Regions from separate parts of the Mus musculus genome. Here regions 1, 3, 4, 5 and 6 are each linked to region 2. A link is a contact called in public HiCAR-type and promoter capture Hi-C data. All regions are on one chromosome and are shown on one strand. The core of a region is the stretch at or near the end of the contact, and the rest is flanking DNA. Distances in the headings are between cores, read along the strand shown. Region 1 holds the start of Dzip1l (DAZ interacting protein 1-like). Region 2 holds the start of Mrps22 (mitochondrial ribosomal protein S22). Region 3 holds the start of Pxylp1 (2-phosphoxylose phosphatase 1). Region 4 holds the start of Spsb4 (splA/ryanodine receptor domain and SOCS box containing 4). Region 5 holds the start of Nck1 (non-catalytic region of tyrosine kinase adaptor protein 1). Region 6 holds the start of Rasa2 (RAS p21 protein activator 2).

Evidence for each region. Promoter capture Hi-C pulls out the DNA fragments that hold promoters and counts their contacts. HiCAR-type assays count read pairs that join an accessible place to other places.
Region 1: a promoter capture Hi-C map of hippocampal neurons shows a contact between it and region 2, with 3 times the contacts expected there. The contact joins the promoter of Dzip1l here to the promoter of Mrps22 in region 2. A contact is called at or near these places in 2 of 39 promoter capture datasets (cranial neural crest and hippocampal neurons) and 1 of 484 Hi-C or Micro-C datasets (cortical neurons).
Region 3: a contact with region 2 is called in a promoter capture Hi-C map of liver, with 4 times the contacts expected there. The contact joins the promoter of Pxylp1 here to the promoter of Mrps22 in region 2. A contact is called at or near these places in 5 of 39 promoter capture datasets (hippocampal neurons, liver, pre-B cells and 1 more) and 1 of 115 datasets of contacts at active chromatin or transcription factors (large pre-B cells).
Region 4: a contact with region 2 is called in a HiCAR-type map of astrocytes, with 2.1 times the contacts expected there. The contact joins the promoter of Spsb4 here to the promoter of Mrps22 in region 2. A contact is called at or near these places in 1 of 39 promoter capture datasets (hippocampal neurons) and 1 of 115 datasets of contacts at active chromatin or transcription factors (astrocytes).
Region 5: a contact with region 2 is called in a promoter capture Hi-C map of erythroid cells, with 8 times the contacts expected there. The contact joins the promoter of Nck1 here to the promoter of Mrps22 in region 2. A contact is called at or near these places in 3 of 39 promoter capture datasets (erythroid cells, liver and pre-B cells).
Region 6: a contact with region 2 is called in a promoter capture Hi-C map of liver, with 3 times the contacts expected there. The contact joins the promoter of Rasa2 here to the promoter of Mrps22 in region 2. A contact is called at or near these places in 3 of 39 promoter capture datasets (hippocampal neurons, liver and pre-B cells).

Annotation. Positions count from the first base shown.
Region 1 is chr9:99,627,469-99,630,847 of GRCm38.p6, forward strand. Dzip1l (DAZ interacting protein 1-like) reads left to right here and starts at 2,063. Exons shown (of 16, transcript NM_028258.4): 1 at 2,063-2,201.
Region 2 is chr9:98,599,983-98,603,435 of GRCm38.p6, forward strand. It overlaps Mrps22 (mitochondrial ribosomal protein S22), which reads right to left and starts at 1,697. Exons shown (of 8, transcript NM_025485.3): 1 at 1,491-1,697. The coding sequence starts at 1,662.
Region 3 is chr9:96,888,145-96,891,346 of GRCm38.p6, forward strand. Pxylp1 (2-phosphoxylose phosphatase 1) reads right to left here and starts at 1,330. Exons shown (of 6, transcript NM_001289647.1): 1 at 1,215-1,330.
Region 4 is chr9:97,016,304-97,019,786 of GRCm38.p6, forward strand. Spsb4 (splA/ryanodine receptor domain and SOCS box containing 4) reads right to left here and starts at 2,052. Exons shown (of 3, transcript NM_145134.3): 1 at 1,891-2,052. Gm16010 (a long non-coding RNA gene) reads left to right here. Exons shown (of 3, transcript XR_871043.3): 1 at 1-38; 2 at 324-1,463; 3 at 1,690-3,483.
Region 5 is chr9:100,544,420-100,547,824 of GRCm38.p6, forward strand. It overlaps Nck1 (non-catalytic region of tyrosine kinase adaptor protein 1), which reads right to left and starts at 1,715. Exons shown (of 4, transcript NM_010878.3): 1 at 1,576-1,715. Gm46139 (synapsin-1-like) reads left to right here. Exons shown (of 2, transcript XM_017313741.1): 2 at 1,038-3,405. The coding sequence ends at 1,685.
Region 6 is chr9:96,629,971-96,632,971 of GRCm38.p6, forward strand. Rasa2 (RAS p21 protein activator 2) reads right to left here and starts at 1,533. Exons shown (of 24, transcript NM_053268.2): 1 at 1,394-1,533. The coding sequence starts at 1,523.

The DNA of each region.
Region 1 (3,379 bases), core at 813-3,312, 1.0 Mb after region 2:
TTCTTTTACTTTGTATATCTGTTAGCTTTCTATGAAAGAATCTCCTGACTTCTTTCCTGAAGCAGGAGCTGGGATCTCACTCTCACTCTCAAGGTCTCTACCTAATAACTGAAGTCTCCCTACTAGGCCTCGTCTCTTAAAGGTCACACCAAACTCCCATAGCTCCATACTGGGGACCAAGACTTTACCACATGGACATTTGGGGACTCCTAACCAAACAATGTTAAGGATGGGGACTCCAGGAAGTGATGCAGTTATGAGAGTAGAGCCCTCCCAGCTGGATTCAGTGCCCTTACAGAAGAGTCTTTTGAGAGCTACTAGATCCTTCTACCATGTTGATTAGAAATAGAGCTCTAGGCTGAGGAGATAAAGGGCTGCCATATTGGATGCTGTGGCCTCAGCAGATGACAGTTATTCAGTGCTTGTGATTTCTCATCAAAACAAACAAACAAACAAACAAACAAACACCAAACCTTCACTCCAGGAAGTGATGCAGTTATGAGAGTAGAGCCCTCCCAGCTGGATTCAGTGCCCTTACATAAGAGTCTTTTGAGAGCTACTAGATCCTTCTACAATGTTGATCAGGAAATAGGTGCTCAGCAGATGGGATCTGCTGATGCCTTGATCTTAGACTTCCTAGCTTCCAAGAGCAGAGCGAAGGGGTTTCTGTTTAGTCTGTAGTATTGTATCACAGTAGTCTAAATGGACTAAGACAAATCTGGTCCATGTAATAACACATGCCAGTATTTCCTTCCTCATTAAGGGTGAATGATATTCCATTGTATGTGTAAGCCACGTGTTCTTAGCCAATCAGCTGCCCATGGGCGCTTGGATTACTTCCACATTTTGGCTGTTGTAAATAATGTTATTATTTTATTGTACATTGTGTGTGTGTGCGCGCACGCACATATCTGTATATACAGATGTCAGAGGACAAGTTTCAGGAGTTGTTTCCTTCCACGGTGTGGGTTACAGGAATCCAATCCAGGATATCCGACTTGATGACAAAGCCCTTTACCTGCTGAGCCATTTTGACAGCTCATTAAATACAAGTGTCCAAGAGTTTGTTTGGGGTCTTGCTTTAAGCTTCTTTGGATATAGATCTAGACATGTGCCTTATTTATTATTCTGTTGCTGAGAAGAGACCCCATGACCAAGGTAACTCTTATGAAAAAGAAAAGTACTTAACTGGAGGCTTGCTTACAGTATCAGAGGCTTAGTCCATTTATCATAATTGCAGGGAGTATGGTAGCAGGCAGGCCTGGTGTTGGAGAAATAGTTAAGAGTTACATCCTGACCCACCTGACCCGTAAGGGTGGGCGAAGACTGGGTCTGACATGGGCGTTTTGAAACCTCAAAGCCCACCTCCAGTGTCACACTTTCTCCAACAAGGCTATACCTCCTAATCCTTGTAATATTTTCAAATAGTGCTGAATCATGGCAAACCATTTTGTTTCCCACAGTGGCAGTACCATTTTGAATTCCCATCAATAACGCACAGAAATTTGAGTTTCTCCCCACCCTTGGCAACGTTTATTCCTAGGGCTTTTGTCCTTGCTGTCCCCAAGATGCAGAGCTTGGCATTTTGAAGCTGTGTTGAGAGAAAGGCCCTAAGATACAACAAACCCTCCCAGAACTTAAAGTCACGAGATGAGAGTCCCAACGAGAGGGGGCAGGGATCTATAATCAGGAGAGAAAATATAATACCCCCAACTCCTGCCGGAGCTTTCTGGGCAACGTTAATGGATAAGGGATCTGAAAGGTGATTGCCATCTGATCAAATTGGAGCACACCTATGGGTCTCCTAATGTGGCTCAGGTCAAATTCCTTTAATTTTGCGGGCTTGCCAACAGTCGCTGCATCCTGCCATGTGAAGTGAAGGGATGGTGACAGAGTCTGTCCTGCCGCTCATCAAGGCCTGGGAACTTGGATGCTGGATTTCCTTAACGAATTCAAAGCAGCACTCCCTCCTTCCCCCCAACCCCCCTCCCTTGCAACTCTAAAAATAGCTGTTCCCGGGCTCTGGGGAGAGGCTCCGCCTCTGCTGTGGGTGGATGGGCTGGGGGTAGGGGTTGGGGTGGGAAGCACCGCAGACCCCAGGCCTGAGCTACTGGCGGGGAGAGACGCGTAGGGTCCGCGCGGCTGGCAGCATCCTCGGGCTGCACTGTAGGAGATGGAGTGAGTCTGGACTTGCGGATGGGGTGAGTCGGGACGTGGGAACCTCTAAGACCTCCAGTCGCCGGCCCTTGTTCCGGGTGACCCCCAGACTGCCACAGGCCTCCCAGGAAAACTATGTCTGGAATCCAGCGGGGAGCCGCCGGAGGGAGCGCGGTTCCAGGCGGAGCTACTTGGCCGCTGCGCGCGCAGGTTAAACATTAGTGGCTGCGGTAGCCAAGCGAGGAAAGGAGCTGCGTGGTCGAGGGTGCTTCACGACGTCCCGCTCCCTGTGCCTCCATCCCTTTATCCCAGCGGCTTCGGATTGTGCAGGACTGAGGTACCCTGCGGGGGGGAAGAGCTCGCATGCCAGGAGACACGGAGGCGCGGAATGGGGGATGTCTGACACCCAACCCTCGGCGTTTTCAGGAGTGTGGTCTTGGGAAATGCAGTTTTTGAAAACAGTAAAGCGATCTAAGGGACTGCAGATCCGAGTTCTGTGGGAAGTGGGGTTCGGTTACTAACGAGATGATTTTTAAATAAAGATTGGCGTGTCTAGGTTCCTCCGCTTCCGGTCCCGGGCTGAAGTTTAACGGGAGCACAGACTTAGGGGTGGATGAGAGTAGAAGTCCACAGGGCAAGTGTGTACCAGGCAGGATCAGAGGACAGGGCCTGGTAGAATTGCCTTCACAACGGTCCTGAAGGGCCCAGGGCCGGTGCTGTCCTGGCCATGTCTCCAGGAATTGGTTTCTAACAGGATTAGGCCTAGGGAGTGTGAGATGTTCCAACCCTGCTCTCCCATCTGTCTGTAAGTGTTCAGCAAGATGGTCACTTCCTTCCCCAAGGTGTGGTCTGGCAGGGGAAAACTACCCTGCTCAGAGAAGGTTGTCTGTCTGTCTGCTTGCTCCCTCCTGTGGAAATGGTTTTAGATCATTAAAGTACAGAACCTTCCTAATGCTGCAGGCCTTTAATACAGTTCCTCATGTTATAGTGATTCCCCCAGCCATAAAGTTATTTCATTCTGCTTCATAACTGTAATGTCGTTACGGTTATGAATTGTTAATGTAAATATCGGACATGAAAAATACCTGAGATTCCTCGGGGGTCGCGACCCACAGGTTGAGAACCACTGTTTTAGCTGCATGCCTTAAATTGAGAACAGAAATCTTGTGCATTTGGGAGCTGAACTTCTTTTGTTTGTGCCACTCAGAACACTTCAGAGGAG
Region 2 (3,453 bases), core at 447-2,946:
CCCACTTTTACAAAAAACGAATACTAGGTAATCGTCTCTTTTTAGATCTAGCTCCCACTGCCATTACTTTAGTCAAAGCCATGCTTGCTCCTTACCTTGGCTTCTCTGACTCTTTCCTGAACTCACTACAAACCATTCCCACAAAGATTCCTTGAGAGTGATCTGCTAAAAAACGCAAGCAAGATGATTTAAAGCTTTCACATTTAAAACTCGCATGGTTTGACTGTGTCCGCCACTGAGAGATTTAGTCTCTGTCCCAGTTAGGGTTTCTATTACTGCAATGAGTCACCATGGCCATGAGCAAGCTGGGGAGGAAAGGGTTTGGCTTACACTTCCACAGTGTAGTCGTCTATCGTTGAAGGAAGTCGGGACACAAACACAAGTTGCCCAGAGGCAGAAGCTGATGCAGAGGCCATGGAGGGGTGCTGCTTACTGGTTTGCTCCCCCTGCTTTCTTATAGAATCCAGGACCACCACCAGCCCAGGCATTGCACTACCCACAATGGACTGGGCCCTCCCACCTCAAACACTAAGTAAGAAAATGTCCTACAGCTGGATCTTATGGAGGCATTTCTTTCCATTCAGATAACTCTGGCTTGTGTCAAGTTGACACAAAACTAACGAGAACGTTTCTTTGAAGACCAAACTCCTGTGTTTATTCTCATGGTCACCCACAAGCTCCAGTAACTATATACATGCTCAGCACTACACTGTCTTGAGACAAGCTCACGCACCTGCTCGACTCTAGTGATCGTTTTTTTACTCCAGTGCGCCTCAATTTGTATCTAACTGTATACTGACCCTGGAATAACAAAGACATCTCAACTTCAACACAAAACAAGCAAAATTCCGCCTCCTTTCCCGTTTTTTAATTTTCATTTTACCGAGTCATCAATCCAAACTCAAAAATCAACCACATAAACTGTTTCTACCATTAATGTTCTCTAGCTTGCCACGAGTCTCCATTCAACTGCTTACCATCAAAACCTGGACACTTACTTAGACATTATCAATCCTAACTCCAAAATACGTTCCCCCAAAATACCAGCGTTCAGTTTCTTCTCTATACCTCTGCTTATTATGGTGTCCTCTTGTTCTTTTAACCTTAGCATGGTTAGCCTGGTGGCAGCGTTGCCCGTATTTTCCCTGGGATTCATCCCTATGCGTCCAACATAGTTTGAAAGGCAGCTAAGTGCTTTCCGCCCCCCCCTCCCCCCATGCCCGACGTAGCCTGGATCACAGAACTCTGCCAATCGCCACTGGGATAACAGAGTCCAGGTCAACCCTACAGCATGCCCCAAGCTAATGTAGTGTAATGCTTTGCAAGGGGCGGCACGCAAGCACTAGTGACTGAATGAATGAATGAATGAGGACTTAGATAAGTTCTGCAAGGACGGACGGAAGCCGCACGCAGTCTGACAAGCCGCCTTCACTCGTTAGAGCAAGCTCTAAGTTTCCCGGGCGCTCAGCAGAGTTCTGGCGGTCACTCACCTGCCTCGGAGCTGAGCAGGCGGCGAGGCTGCCCCACCTCGAATGGCTGGGGCCGCGTCGCGAGCAGAGCATCGGGGTGGCGCTGGGCTGTGGCCCGAGTACAGACCCGCCGTGCTCGCCGAGAGCCCAATTGGAACCTCCACAGCGACAACGGTGTTCTGACTGCAGCCATGATTACCAGACGCTCTTTGCGCCGGAATCGATAGAGCAACTTCCGGCTCGAGAGGTTTTTGTGCAGCATTCTGGGAAATGTAGTCTGGGTGGAGGCAAGGCGCCGCGGAAGCGTTTTAAAACTACTAAAATCTTTGTGCAAGCAAGGCAAGCACTGTATGGAATGAGCTATATGCCCCGCCCCGCTTCCCTCTTAGAGACAGTCTCTGCAGTCTTGACCTCAAACCCGCTGCAATCCGCTTTCTGACCTCTGATTACAGATGTGGGAATGAACTTTTTAAAGAATTTTTTTAAAGTAATTTTGTTTGTGTGTGCATGCGCATGAACTTGTATGTGGAGGTCAGAGGATAGCCTGGGAGAGTCGCCGCTCTCTTTCGACCCAGAGATGGAACTCAGGTGAAACTTGGTAGCAGGTATCTTTACAACCTGAGCAGGAATCTCACCAGCCCATTTACTTTTGTTTGTTTGTTTATAGTATTAGCTTTATCATTTGTATACAAGACATATACCACATACACACACATGCATACACACATAATACATACATGTTAAGAGTACATACATTAAGAAACAAAATAGTCGGGCGTGGTGGCGCACACCTTTAATCCCAGCACTTGGGAGGCAGAGGCAGGCGGATTTCTGAGTTTGAGGCCAGCCTGGTCTACAGAGTGAGTTCCAGGACAGCCAGGGCTACACAGAGAAACCCTGTCTCGAAAAAAAAAAAAACAAAAAAAAAACCAAAAGAAACAAAATAAGGGCTTGGAATTTAGCTCAGCACTAGAGTACTTGCCCTAGGTTCGGGTCCTAACAACACATGGGCACGTGCAACATCCCACCAACTGCTTATTCACAAGTACGTGTTTGAGTCTCTCGATGTGTGTACAGGTTTTTTGTTTTGTTTTTGTATTTTTTTCCTCTGTGCTCCTTTTCTCTTTTCTTTTTGGTTTTATGGTTCTGAATAATGAATGTGTATTGCCCTCCTAGACCTCTTCCCCCACTTGCGGGTTTAAATCCAACTGTTTGCAGTTCTTTCAAACTTTTCAAACGCACCCCAAATGTTTGTTCTTCATTCTGAATCCATAACCACCAATCACCTTATACCTTCCCTTCATCGGCCCTTCTATAATTTCTGGTCATTCTCCTTATTATCTGCTTATTTTTCTCACCACATGAAGGCTATGCCTATACATTATTATAATTTTACCTAGTACTGTTTATGTGCAGAACAAATACTTGTTGAATGAAAGAATGGATGGGTGGATGGATGGATGGAAGGATGGATGGATTGGTAAATGGATGGATGCATAGATGGATGGATGGATGGATGGATGGATGGATGGATGGATGGATCAATGGATGGATGGATGGATGGATGGATGGATGGATGGATGGATGGATAGGTGGGTGGATGCATAGATGGATGGATGGATGGATGGATGGATGGATGGATGGATGGATTGGTGGATGGATGGATGGATGGATTGGTGGATGGATGGATGGATGGATGGATGGATGGATGGATGGATGGATTGGTGGATGTATGCATGGATGGATGGATGGATGGATGGATGGATGGATAGATAGGTGGATGGATGGATGGATGGATGGATGGATGGGTGGGTGGGTGGATGAATGGATGGACGGATGGATGAGTGGGCACATGATTTCATTATATTCTTTTCTAGGTGACTAGGGAGTGCAATTCTTTTCCTTCCATAGATTAGTCAGCTTAAGTAAGCACTTTGCCCTAGGCCTGGCAGAAGAAAGTTGTTGAACAAATATGTGTTTGAAT
Region 3 (3,202 bases), core at 80-2,579, 1.7 Mb before region 2:
CCATGAGGCTTTCCAAGCCATCTGCTTTAAATCCTCTTCCCACAGATGTCACCACAGGGCACCAACACCTCTGAGGAGGGGGCTGGTGCCAAGCCCGACCGACAGTTCCAGAGGGTAGGCTGGGCTCATCACTGTCTAGTCCATAGTCAGGGTCCAGCCTGGGACTTGCCGCAAAGAGCAACAAATGTCCCTAAGCCATGGAACTCTCCCAGAGCCCCTCCTTGATCACTCACTCATCCCACATTTCCCTATCCACACCAGATCTGATCCAGATTCCTAACTGGTTTTTACCTGTTGAATGTTTAGGAAGCATCCTTGCCTTTCCACAAAGACACGGGCCCACCCTAGAGGGGACAGTTACGTTCCCAGAGCTGTGGTGAGAGAGTGGGGATGTGGCTCCATTTCCCCAGCATAGCTAAATCTTCCCCGATCCACAGGTACTACTGACAGCCAGTCACAGCAGCAAAGAAAACCTGCTCCATATTTGTGGGTAGCAAAGCCGGCTTCTTTTTAAGAAATCGCAACCTATCCAAGTTCACCAAGCAAAAGCAAGCAAAGAAGTAACCACACTGTCCTAAACAGAACACTGAGCAAGCATAACCTGCACGCGTGAAGTGGCCCTGGGCTGGGCCCAGGGTTCCTGCGCCGCAGGCAGCAGGTAGCTGGCGAAGCACCAGCCCCACCCCCGGGGCAGGCCCTGAAGTTGCAGCCCCTTTTTACCTGGACACTGCAGCTATGGGACAGCCGGGAGAAGGGGGACCCCGGAGCTCAGATTCCCGCTGAGTCGTTCAGCAGGAGCGCCTAGGCAGAATGGGACCCCGCTGGGGTGGCGGCGGGGACCGTAGGAGCAGAGCTGGGAGGGAGAGGCGAGCGGCAGGCAACCAGGAGGAGGTAGGCGTGGGAGGGCTTGAGGGAGAAAAGGGGGTGTGCGGGCAGGCTTCTAGGGTGCAGGGCTGAGAAAGGGGAGACGGATCGGAGGGCAGGGACCCCTCTCCAACGCGGGGAGGGTATGGGGAGAGGTGGCAACTGGGGAGCGCGTAGATAAGGGAAAGAGCTTGGTGGCAGGGCTCACACCCGCTGCTTGGAAGCCCGCCCCTGCCTCCGGATCTTGGCATCGCGGACACCTCTCCGGGGTCGCCCCCCAAGACCCTAGACACAAGCCCGCCTTGCGAGAAGCCTCACAACCGCTGGGACCCGGCGCGCACCACACTCACCGCCTACGGTCCCGGCCTCCGTCGCTGTGCGTAGGGATCTCCACCCGCAGCCAGCTCCTCCTGGCGGGAGTGCAGGCGGCGGTGGCGCGCGCAGGCCGCCAAACTCGGGGTTCCGCAGCGCCCCCTACCGGGACCGCCGGGTCCCTGCCCGGCCCGACGCGCTCAGGGCGCCCTGGAGCTCCGCCCCGCAGGCGGCCGTGCGGGACCAGCAGGCTGCGGCGACCCGCATCCCGGGCCTTGGAGGCACACATGGCCTGGAGTGTCCAAACAGTCATCCAGACAGGCTCCGGTCGCGCCGTCCGGGTCCGGGAAAGCGCGCGCACTCGGAGCGCACAGGGCCTATGCTCCTCCCTATGCCGGACTTAGGACCCGGGAGGGTGCCATGGCCCCAGGACACTGCCCTGGACCCGTCCCAGCCTTGGCTAGGGTGCTTTGTGACTGCGTGCCTAACTCCGCGCCGCGGATCTAGCTGCGGATGTGGGTCCTGCGGTGCCTCGTGGACTCAAAACTGGCATATCCTAGCCACCGTGCCACCTCCACCCAAGCGCCTGTCCCGCGCTTCTCTTCCGGCGCGGGCCACATCCGGCCTGTGTCTACTCTAGACCTGGCAGTAGTTTTGTCCCTAAAGGCCTGCAGGCATCCACCCTTGAGAGGTCGTGGCTGTGTCACGGGGGCGTTTCTGCATGACCCCAGGGCTGCCAGCCAAAGACCCGCGCAGCACTCGTTCTATAAAGCTGTGTTTGTGGGTCTTTTGTTGTTGTTGTTTCAAATGCTGTAAAAAAGGATCTCACCAACCACAATTGTGAGATTGCCTTTGTTGTCAGTTCTGGGACTACAGTGACACCCTTGTGCCTCTCTCAACTGCAAAAGAGGTGCGGTTTTGAGGGTAGCGCATCACTTGATTTTCCCTAACTCATTCGATAGTGACTAAATCAAAACACTTTATATTTTATCCATATTTTTACCTCCAATTTCTCCCCTCAAATCAGCTAGATTCTACTTCCCTAGCCTGCATTCCATTTACCCCCATGGTCCAGCCATCTGGAATGCCTTCTCTGTTCAATGCCTTGATGGCCAGCTGGCACTTGCCTGAGGACACTAGTTACTATCCCTCTCACCCAATTACCCAGGCTCAACACCACCTTCAGCCTGCTTATCCCTTCAGTACTAGCGACAGCTTTCTCCAATACGTGAGCATGAAATCTCACTCCCCGTTAAATTCCTACTTGGGCTGGCCCTCAAGGACCACCACAGTCCAGGCATCCTATCCAACACAGACTCTTCCTTCTCGCCACGGACTCTTGACAGTTCTGCTCTAATTCCAAGTTCCACTCCTTCACAAGTCACACAGGCTGCAGATGACAGACAACTCCATCCACACTAGCCCAAAGCAAAATACATACATACATACATACATACATACATACATACATACATACATACATACATCAGAAAAGGGGGTTAGGGCAGGGCTTGTCAGCTTCAGGCCTGGAACTTGACCCCAGATGCTCAGCTTTGCTTTCTCTCAAGTCTACTACCCTTTCAGGAACACGGGAGTCTCCAGCCGACGCAGGCTCGCAACTCTGCCTCCACCACAAACCCAGCCTCTCTCTGCAAACTACCCAGGCCTGATTTTGTTCTGGATGGAGCCCTTGTGGGTCTGTGCCACATCTTCTGTAACCCATAGGCGTATGTTCCCTTTCTTGGCTACTTACTTACCCTTCCCATGGGATATGTAGACAGTCTTAGGTTCAACATGACCACAAGAGGATGAAAGGTGACTCGGGCATCATTTCTCTACAAAAATTTGCCACTATCCCACTCGACTGGGGTATTCTCCACTATTCTTCTGGAAGTGGGAACAGGTCTCCTCTGCCTGAATCTTCCTCCACGCGGCACTTAGAGTTTCCATCGTTGCACCTTCCTACAATCCAGGTTAATACCGGATACCACGATCATCTTTCCCTCTTTCCTTCAACCTCTATTCC
Region 4 (3,483 bases), core at 802-3,301, 1.6 Mb before region 2:
TGAATCTTCTGGCTTTAGCACACGTTTTTCTTATTGAGGTAAGGCGCATATGTGTTATTTCTGTTTCACTCTCTCTGGGTAAATTGTCTGTAGTCTTTGTCCTTTGGGGCTCTTCCTTGTCTTGATTCTTTATACATTTTAAGCTGAGGCTAGAGCTTAGGGGTGGAGTGCTTATCTTGTATGCACAGAGCCCTAGGTTCCACTCCCAGCACACAGACACCCCAAATCGGTTCCCAATTGGAAGCTACGAAGCCACTGCAGTAAGTAGCATTTCTTTCCCAGCTCTGCCGTGACTTTTGACTTCTTCTGGTTTTTCCTTGCAGATTTTATTTCTATGTCACTGAATATCCTTAAAGTCGAAGAGAAATGAAAACTGAAGAGATATTTGCATGGCATAGCTGGTGAATCTAATTTTGTTCGCAGCTTGCCAGAAGTGGCTTAAATTCTTTTTACCGTCCTTGCTGTGGAAATCTGAAACATGGATTCAGGGTGTGTGTCTCAAAAACTGTGGCCGTCTGTAAAGGATGTCTATACCACACTTTTGACATTTTGTTGTTCTGCATAGAGGGTTTATCGGGCAGCCCAAAACCAATTGGGAGAGCGAGTGGAGCAGCGAGGTTGAAAGATCCTCCATCACCCTGAGCAATAGAAACTGCAGGCTTTAGTTGAAAGACAGAGGTGCCAAAGTGAGGAAACAGACAGGAAGCCTCAGGGGTTAGTCGCTTTCCACAGGGCACAGTGGGAAGTGAACTTTCCCCTTATCTCTTCTAAATCTAGATAGGCTCAACAACTGTTAGGGGCAGATGAATGGAAGGATAAGAGATGTTCACACCAATTCCTGGAGTAGGGAGGGAGAGGAACCAGGAGAAGGGGAAGAAAGGGGGAGGGGAGGAGGGCGAGGGGAAGCACAGAGCAGCGGACCTTAGAAGAATCGCTCAAGGTCACACCGCGGGATGGAGCTGAAAGCCGAATTCAAATCCAAGCCCGGGACTGCAGGACTGAAAGTTCTAGATAGAGCCACACAAACGTGCTCTCTTCTCTCTTCTTGACTCAGCAGCTCTCGCTTGGCCACGGGGCGGTGGGAATCACACTTCCTGGGCCTTTCTAGCCGGGAGTTTGGGGTCCCTTGTTTTTCCTGGACTTATTTGCCGCACTCCGGGCTTTGGCTTCCTCCTCCCTGCTTCCCAGAGCAGAATCCGGAGCCACCTATTCTCTCCAAGTTTGTCTCGCAGCCAGGCTGGGAACCGTGCGCGAGCGACTCCCGGACCCGGCAATCAGTCTTCCCTGCCCCAGCGTCGGAGACGAACAATCACCACCAGCGGCTGCTGAGTGCTAGACGCTTTACTCCCACAGCTCCAAAAGCCACAGACGAGCAGACCCCCAGAAATTAGTCCTCGCCACTCAGATGAGGCAGCTCTGCGAAATTGGATGATGTGCTTGGACTCACAAGGCTAATAACGCTAGTTAGTATCTAAGTGCTTTCTGAATGCCAGACGCGGGTCTCCGCACCACCCCAGCAGTTCCTCCAACACTCTAGTAAAAAAGGGCACACTATCACCCCCATCTTATGGATGAGGAAACCGTGGTTGTGGCACCTGGCCCAAGGTCACCCCAGAGAGTGACGGATATACGACCGGAACATAGTCGGTTGAGTCTGGGTTCAATTTGTGTGTGTTGTCTCCACTACAGGGAGAGCAGCGGTTTCAAACCTACAGTACCAGAGGCTGACCTCAACGCAACGCCCGAGGCTGGGCGCAAACCAACCAGTTCGGAATGCCATAATTCACAGAGACATTCCCACGGACCGGAACCAGAGAGTCCCCCAAGAGCACCGAGTGTGACCGGTACTGGCGGACGATCACCCCTTAGCAGGAGCTGGAGAACACTTACCATAAAAGAGAGGGCGAGCGCCTGCCTGGGAGGAATCCCCAGCGCTGGCAGGTCCGGGACTCCCGGGAGAGAGGTCTGCTGCCACTGCCGCCCACGCAGGGGCGCCCGAGCGACCCCGCGGATGCTGGCTGCTGCTTCTCAACCAGCGGCGCGTCCTCTCGACTTGTATCCGGCGGCAGCGCCCTCTCGCTCCGCAGGGTGCCCTGGAGTTAGGGACGTTCTTGGAGAAGTTGACGCTCGGGAGAGGCCGCCGAGGTCCGGTCCCGAGTAGTGAAGTGCCCCACTGCGCTGATCTCAGCGAGATGCGGAAGCCCTTGCCCTGATGGCCCTAAAGCTTGGCGCCTGACCTGGAGAGCGACGAGTCCCGCGCTCAGGGCACACGGGCCGCACCTCGGCCGCCCGTCCCCGGAGCACCGGGTTTCTTCCCTAGAGCACTGAGCACACGCCGCGAGGGCTGCAGTGGTGGCCAGGGCCCGGGCAGCTGTGCGCTCATTGCCTTCCCCAGGGGCTGAGCGCCTTTGTGCGCCGGGCGCGCCGACCGCCAGGGCCAGCTCTGGATGCTGCAGCCGCCGCCTCCCCCTCCTCCTCCACGGCCGCTCGCTCCCCGCCTTCCCGGCCGGCCCGGAGGCTGCAGCTGAAAGCCGATCCGGCTGAGCTCATCCCTGAAGGCCACTAATCCAATAGCCGCGGAAGGCGCGGCCGCCGGGAACGCCCCTTCCCCCACCATCCCGCGCCCCGGCCGTCCCAGCTCGGGCCGCTGCCGGCTCTGCCACCTTCTGGAGGCCACCAGCTGGCGGGAAAGGGAAGTGGAACCCTCGCCCGCGCCCCTGGGCCGAAGTGGCGCGGACGCCATTCACTCATCTGCGGACTGGCTAGCCTAGACACTCGCTCACACACGCGCTCATTCATGCGCATGGGTCCTCCCCCATTCATTCAAGCGTGCCTAGAGAGCCACGGTGGGTGTCCCTAGGGGCGGGGATGAAGAGAGGAGACATCACGGTCGCCAGATAGCTTTGGAGCCTGTATTGAAGGCCTGCGGGAAACAACGACTGGGAAAGAGAATGCTTTAATATACCCCCTTGCCTTAGGCACACACATGTCCACACTTTATTTCTGAGGCCAGACTCCAACTCATCTTTCAGAATCCAATTTCACGCAGCACCTGCTCCATGGTGCTTTTCCCCTGACCACCTGAGGCCCGAGAGAAGGATCATCGATCAGAGGGCTACCGAGAGCGCTGAAGGATGGCGGCTCCCTCGGTAACCAGAGCGCAGAGATAAGAGGGCGTGGCCAGAGCGAGGGATGCTCTGTACCTCCAAGTTGGCTTCCTTCCAGGCCAGGGCATCCTGCTTTCCATGCCAGAGTTGACATTAGGTCCATTCCATAGTCTTAACTGACCTCACCCCTCAGAAAGTGTCCTTTTTTTTCCCCCCATGTACACAGAAGATAAGCACCTGTAATTCAGCCCTGTGAGGGAAATGTGTTGACCAAGGCTCCAGGGTACCTCTCCCAGACTGGGGAGGGCAATTTGAGAATGTTTCCTTGTGGAAGTGTCTGCATGAATGAGCTGCTAGATGCAGAGACATCATAGTC
Region 5 (3,405 bases), core at 465-2,964, 1.9 Mb after region 2:
GTGGGGCATCAGTTGTGAAGGGAAGACTTTGAAGTTCTATTTCCTTGATAGGTTAAAGTGAGAATCAGGCAGGCCTGTCAAATTGTCGTCAAACTGTTGGATTTGTTAAATGCTCAGTTCACGTTTCCTCCAATTTTACTTAACAGTGAAATAATCATTTGATTTTCTGGCATTGAAAGCATCCATTCTTCCACATTGCCAGAGTTAATTCATTTTTTTTCAAGTTCTCCTGAGAAGGAATTTATTTACAATAATAATCACAACAAGCCTTGAACTCTAGAACGAAGTTCTCAAATTAGAAAATCAGCAGCATAAACTATCACTCAATGTTTAATAAGGCAATACATTAACGTGTCGACTTATTAATACACGGATCTGTTGGGCTTGGAAACCTAAACAATTTAAAATGCTTGCTGGGGAGGCAAATCTTTTCAAACATAATGCTCATACATACAGCGGAGACATCAACACAATGTACGCTTTAGTTACTCTAGCCAATTCCTACAGAAGTTTTCCCAGAGAAAGCACCACATGTGGCCACGATGAAAAAAAAGTACTAATCAACCAACGCATACGCTTTGACTTAACTATCACGATGTGAAGAGAATATCTATTTAAAAACAAGACTGAAAATGATCAATCAAAACTTTCTCCTTGGACTATTTCTCTGTTCATGTTGTGACGTCGCTAAAGGCTGAAAGCACACAATTGATTTCCAGGTGCTTAAGAAACCGTTAAGGCTGATTGATCATCATCAAGCTACCAAAGCTTTTGAAAATGGAACGCTTCTTGCAAAACTTGACCCGTTTTTTTGGCCGAACCCTGGATTCTCACTGCTCCCCACCCAAGATGGGGTCAGGAAGTTTTCTTCATCTCGTTCTTTCCTAACTCCTGTGAATTCTTTCCTAACTAAGGGCAGTATTTTTCTTCGGGTGACTTCAGCTCGGCTCGACGTTAACCGGTCATGTTACGGTCCTCAACCCTGAACAAAAAACCAGCTTCCTTCCAACCCAGCTGTTAACACTGAACCGACCTAGCACGGAAACCCGTACGACAACAGTACGAAACCAACCCAGAGGACTGCTTTTCCTGGACCAACCCCACCTCAACAGCCCCCGGACACCCACATCTCTCCTGCTCCGGAACGGGAGGGGGAGGGGAGGGCGCGCCCCGAGGATGTCCCCCCTCTCGGCTTCCTCAGGCTGGCGGCTGGAGGTGAGAGCGCCCTTCCTGCCAGCCTACCGTCCCGGCCTCGGACACCGACACAGACCGCCGACAGGGCTTTCTGCGGAGAACCGCCGAGGCAGCGCGCCGCACACTTGCCTGCCCGCCTCCCCGACCGGCGCTCGCAGCTCAGGCCAGAGGCCGCGGGGTCACCGGGCTGCACCGCGGACACCCGAGCTCCGCCGAGCGGCCTCCCCGCCCCCTCCGCTCCGCTCCGCCGCCAGCAGACGGCGCCCCCGGGCCAACTTCGCCGGGGAAAGAGGAAGCGACTAGAGACTAGCAGGCAGAGCGGACCGACCGGGAGACCGAAAGGACTGTGCGTGTGTCCGCACGCGAGCGAGGCCGTCTCACCTTCCCTCCGCCGAGCCCTCGGCTCCAGTCACCTGAGGACCGCACCGGGACGCCACCGCGGCTGCCCGGATGCCGTTACCGCACGAGGCCTGTGCTGCGCCGCCGCGTAGCTCTCGGAGAGGGGCGGGGCGCGCGCAACCGGTGGGCGGACCGTTGCGGGCAGGAAACCCGCTCCACGCCCAATCTAATAGGCTCCATCGCCTCCTGCGCCCGCCCCTGACGCTTCAGCGGAATGCGCCGCTCCGGGATTGGGCGAGCGGGCTTGTCAATCAAGCGCGGGCCCTGAGTGGTCCCTGAGCTGAGACTGCGCGGCCTTTGGACAGAAGGTGAGGAGCGCCGGGCCCCACCGCCCTGTTCTCCCCTAGCCTCCTCGGTGGCTGCTTACTTTCCGCCTCTCCCACTGCTACTAAAACCTGTCATTCATTTTAAATCGCTCATTAATGTCGAACAGCGGTCCCGAGTTCAACCCAGACTACTCTGGTGCCTGCATCTGAAAGGGCCGACCAGCTGCAGATCTTAGGGACAGGGAGCGACAAAGAAAATGAAGCCTCGGGGGAAAAATGTAAGATGTTTGTTAATGAAAACCACAACCAAAATAAGCTTTGCGAGCAACTTCCGAGTGCCCTGGCGCGTGGGTAGCCTTCATTCCCGGCTTCCAGTCCTGTGAAAAGGACAGTTACTTCTGCCCTAGGGGTGAGTATGGCAGTGGCACAGTCCCAGCCACCTGCCAAGGAAGGCATCAATAAATCGGCTCTCCTTCCTAACTTGCCTTACAGCGACTCATAACCTGCCTCACTATTTCCCAATCACCTTTGTTGCTTAGTGTGGGTGTGGCACCTAAAAGAAACATTCTAGGTTAGGTAATTTTATGGAAACACGAGTTTTTGCCTCCAGCGTAGCTGCACCCATATACCTAGATTGCAAAGTCTATTAAAAGAACTGTTTCACCCACGCCCACCTCGTGCCTAGCACATCATCCTCAACAATCGAGGAATTAATACAGCTTCCTTTCATCTTTTAAAAATTCATTTTTATTCTTTGTGTGTTCGAGTGTTTGGTGTACTTGTGTTATACTTGTGTATAATTTTGCTGCCCATGGAGGTCAAATGAGGGTATAGGATCTTCTGGAACTGGAGTTACAGATGGTTTTGAACCACCCTGTGGGTGCTGGGAATCAAACTCAGGCCCCTTGGAAGACCAGCGCTCTTAATCACTGAATCTCAGCCCCTTCCTTTAGCTATACTACAAGCCCTACCTGTAAATCCTAAAAAGTTGTTTTCTGCTTTTAACTTAATTGCATGTTAATAAATACATGGGTGGCCTGCCCTAGGTAAAATACAAGTTACCTGTAGCCCCTTTTAATCCTGAGTTTAGTTGAGAAAAGTAGAACATAAAACTGGGGAAAGGATACTCTGCCTATTGTTAGTATCAAAAGTAAGTAATGCAAATTATATATTTAAAAACATACATACCGAAGAGAAGGGGGTGATGCATGCAGAAGCAGGTGGATCGAGGCCAGCCTGGTCTACAGATTGAGTGTGAGTTCCAGGACAGCCAGGGCTACCCAGAGAAACCCTGTCTCAAAAAACAAAAAGACAAATATATATATATATATATATATATGCAGAGACAGGTTCAAGTTCTGCAAGTTCAAGGCCACCCTGGTTTATGTAGCAAATCCTAGGACAGTCAAGGCTACATAGAGAGATGCTATCTCAAAAGCAAAAACATACAGGCAGCTGACCCCCATTAACTCCAAAGGAGGATATTTGGGGTAATAAAGGAAATAAGAATCCTCCATATCTTAAGACCTTTCCCAGTAAGCTATTG
Region 6 (3,001 bases), core at 283-2,782, 2.0 Mb before region 2:
TTTTCCCAAACATTACATACATGCAAATATTAACTGTAAGAAAGCTAATTTGTGAAAAGTTTACACCCTAAGAAAGTAACTTAAAATACTGGGAACTTAAGACGCACAAAACACCCACTGCTCTGGTGTAATTTCCCAAGTTTTAATACTTAAAAGTGTCTGAATTGGGAGTCCCAGGATGACGTCAGGGAATTGAAAAGTAACATTTAACATGCTTGCTCCTGGGGTTTTAATAAAATTCCAAATCCTTGAAAGGGGAGTAACATCAAAAACTCAAGTGGGAGAATCCAAAAGAAGCATCGAGATTTAAGAATTAAAGTTTATACTCTGCCAAAGAAAGAGCAGTATCAGCCATTCTAACACAATTGAATTTTCAACATATAAAATATCTCTTATAGCCAGGCATTATTTAGGAGACCGATTTCATTCTGGGGATAAAATAATCTGAATTAAAAAAGGTTTTCAACTAAAGTAACAATAAACTCTACTGATTCGCCAGTCATACAGTGAAAAGGGACCATCTCAATAAGCTGGGGGAAGTCGATCTAATATCAAAGGGTCGTTTTAAAGAGGAAGGATAGCAATGACAAACGAACTGGCCCGTCTCTGAGTAAGAGTCTACACTCATCGGTGCGGCTCTCACAAATGCACGGGAGAGAATCAAGTGGGTTGAGCGCGGACTGGATGACTGAGTTTTGAGACCTGCTCACAGGAAGCCACTACATCCTGCCCCAAGTCACCGTCAGTCACGCCGGCTCTCGATTCAAGTCCCCGCCGCGGCAAGGTGGGGCGGGCACAGGTGTCCCGCCCGAGCTCCCCGGGCGCCCCGCTCGCCCGCGCAGCCTCGCCCACCGGAGCCCCCGCCACCGGCTCCCGCAGTCCCCAGCGCCCGCCTCAACCTCGCACTGGCAGAGGAGCCCCAGGGAGCTCACACCCCCTCCTCAGCCCGCCGCCCGGCCCGGCCCGGCCCGGCCCCGCCCCGCCGCAGCCGGCCTCCCTCCCTCCTCCAGCCGCGCCTCCCTTGTAATTACCACGGGGCTCCCACCTCGGGCCGCTCCCGTCGTCCGCGGCCGCCCGCAGGCCTGCGTCGGAGGGAGGCCGGAAACTCCGCGCGCCCCCGGCCGCGCCCCGGGCTCCCGCGTCCAGGCCGCGCTCCAGGCAGCGCCCCTCGCGCCGCGCCGGTCCGGTCCGCGCGTGCAGGTCCTCACCCCGCTCGCTCCGAGGGGGAGCCCCGACCCGCGCCGGGCAGTCGGTCGACGCGGCGCCTCCCCCCAACACACCCCCATCCAGTCTCACCAGTCCCGGGCGGCCGCCGGTGCCGCCACCCCCGCGCGTGCCCGCCGCCCACCCTCCGCGCCGCCCCGGGGGTCCCCTCAGCCCCGGCCCCGCTTACAGATCCTGCCGCGCAGGCTCTGCAGCACTCGGACCTCACGACTGTCCTCGTCTCCCGTCTCCGGGTCTGCGCTGCCCGAGACGGCCGGCGCCTCGGGAGAAGCCGCCGCAGCAGGCGCTGCCGCCGCCATGGTGCCGCCCGGCCCCTACCCCAGCCCTACCGCCTGCGTAGCCGGGCAAGGCGGAGCCGGAGCGAGGCCTAGGCCGGATCGAGCCTCGCTGTAGCCCCGCCTCGGCCTCGGGCTGACTCGCCCCGCCCCTCGCGCCGTGCCCGCCCTGCATCCGCCTCGCCTTGCCTCCCTGGGCAAGTCGCGAGAGGCGCTCTGAAACCCCCACAAGGAGGAAAACCCTGGCCCTGCTGTGATCCCCAGAACCCTGAGAATTGGACGTCCCCCACGAACGGACCTCTAGGTCCCCAGATGCTCAAGGAAAAGAAAAGTCCCCAGTCAGAATGACTCCAGGTTCCAGGAAAAAGTTTGGCATTTTGGCAAACGTCAAGAGATGTATTAGAGACTCTTCCAGCGGTGTCTAGATGCTCCCGCAGTGCGGCACGTGGGGGACAAACCACATACTCAACCTTTGCTCTGGGAACATTGCTCTGCAAAAAGTTGGGTCAAGAAAAGGACCACAGACTCCGTCCAGTCCTGTCTGAGACCCAGAGAAATTTTGAGTTTATCACCAGTTTTGCATTTCAGAATCGGAACGGTGACCTCTTTCCCACTCCCAGAAGCAGGCTTTTTAGAAAGTAGATTGGCCCTGGGAAGTTTGTAAATCTTCAACTAGTTGTTGCCACTATCTTAAGGGAACTATTTACAGTGAGTAAACTGTGTGGATAACACCCTGGTATGTGAGGAGAGGGATGATTTCCTGGTCCTGAGGTTTAACTGCGCTGCCCTAAGAAGGAAGAAACTGATTTAATAGAGCAGGGTTGTTCTTTGCCAGGTGCTAGAGTCAGCCAGTCAAGGAATGTTTTCAGACATATAGGAATGGCCCTAGGGCAAAAAGACGGGGCAGAAGGCGCCAAGACCATGAGCACCTCAACCTGGAAGGGCACACAGAGAGAAGAAGCAAGTTGTGGAAACAGAGTCAAGGAGAGCCTGCCTGGGAAGAGTGAACAGACGACAAGCAAGCCCAGAAGCCACTTGTGCCAAGGCCAGTCAGGCAGACGGAGTGACCTAAGCTTGCTGGATGTCTTAGGCTACCGAGCAATACTTCCAGTCCAGCTGGTGATGCATGAGGGTGCCCCTTGTCCTGTACCATACAGCCTTGGAGAAAGTGAGCTTACCTCTCCTTCCAGGCATTTTGTTGTTTCAAACAGAAACTCCAAATGGTATTTCCCTTTCTTTCCAAATCAGAGCTCACACACCACAGGCCAGAGACTGGCTTTTTCTATTTTAAAACGTTTAATGCTTTATTGGTATGTCTTACTTATACACAGTCATGGTGTGATACCGTTTTCATACACATGTTTAATGTATGCATAGTATTCAATACCCTCTTCATCGCCGTCCACATCCCCTGCACCCCCTTCCTCTCCTCCCAGCTGGCTTTCTTCCCCTCCAATCCCCTGGAAGGTCAGTGGATGGCTGTTGGGAGGTGGTTCTCCTTT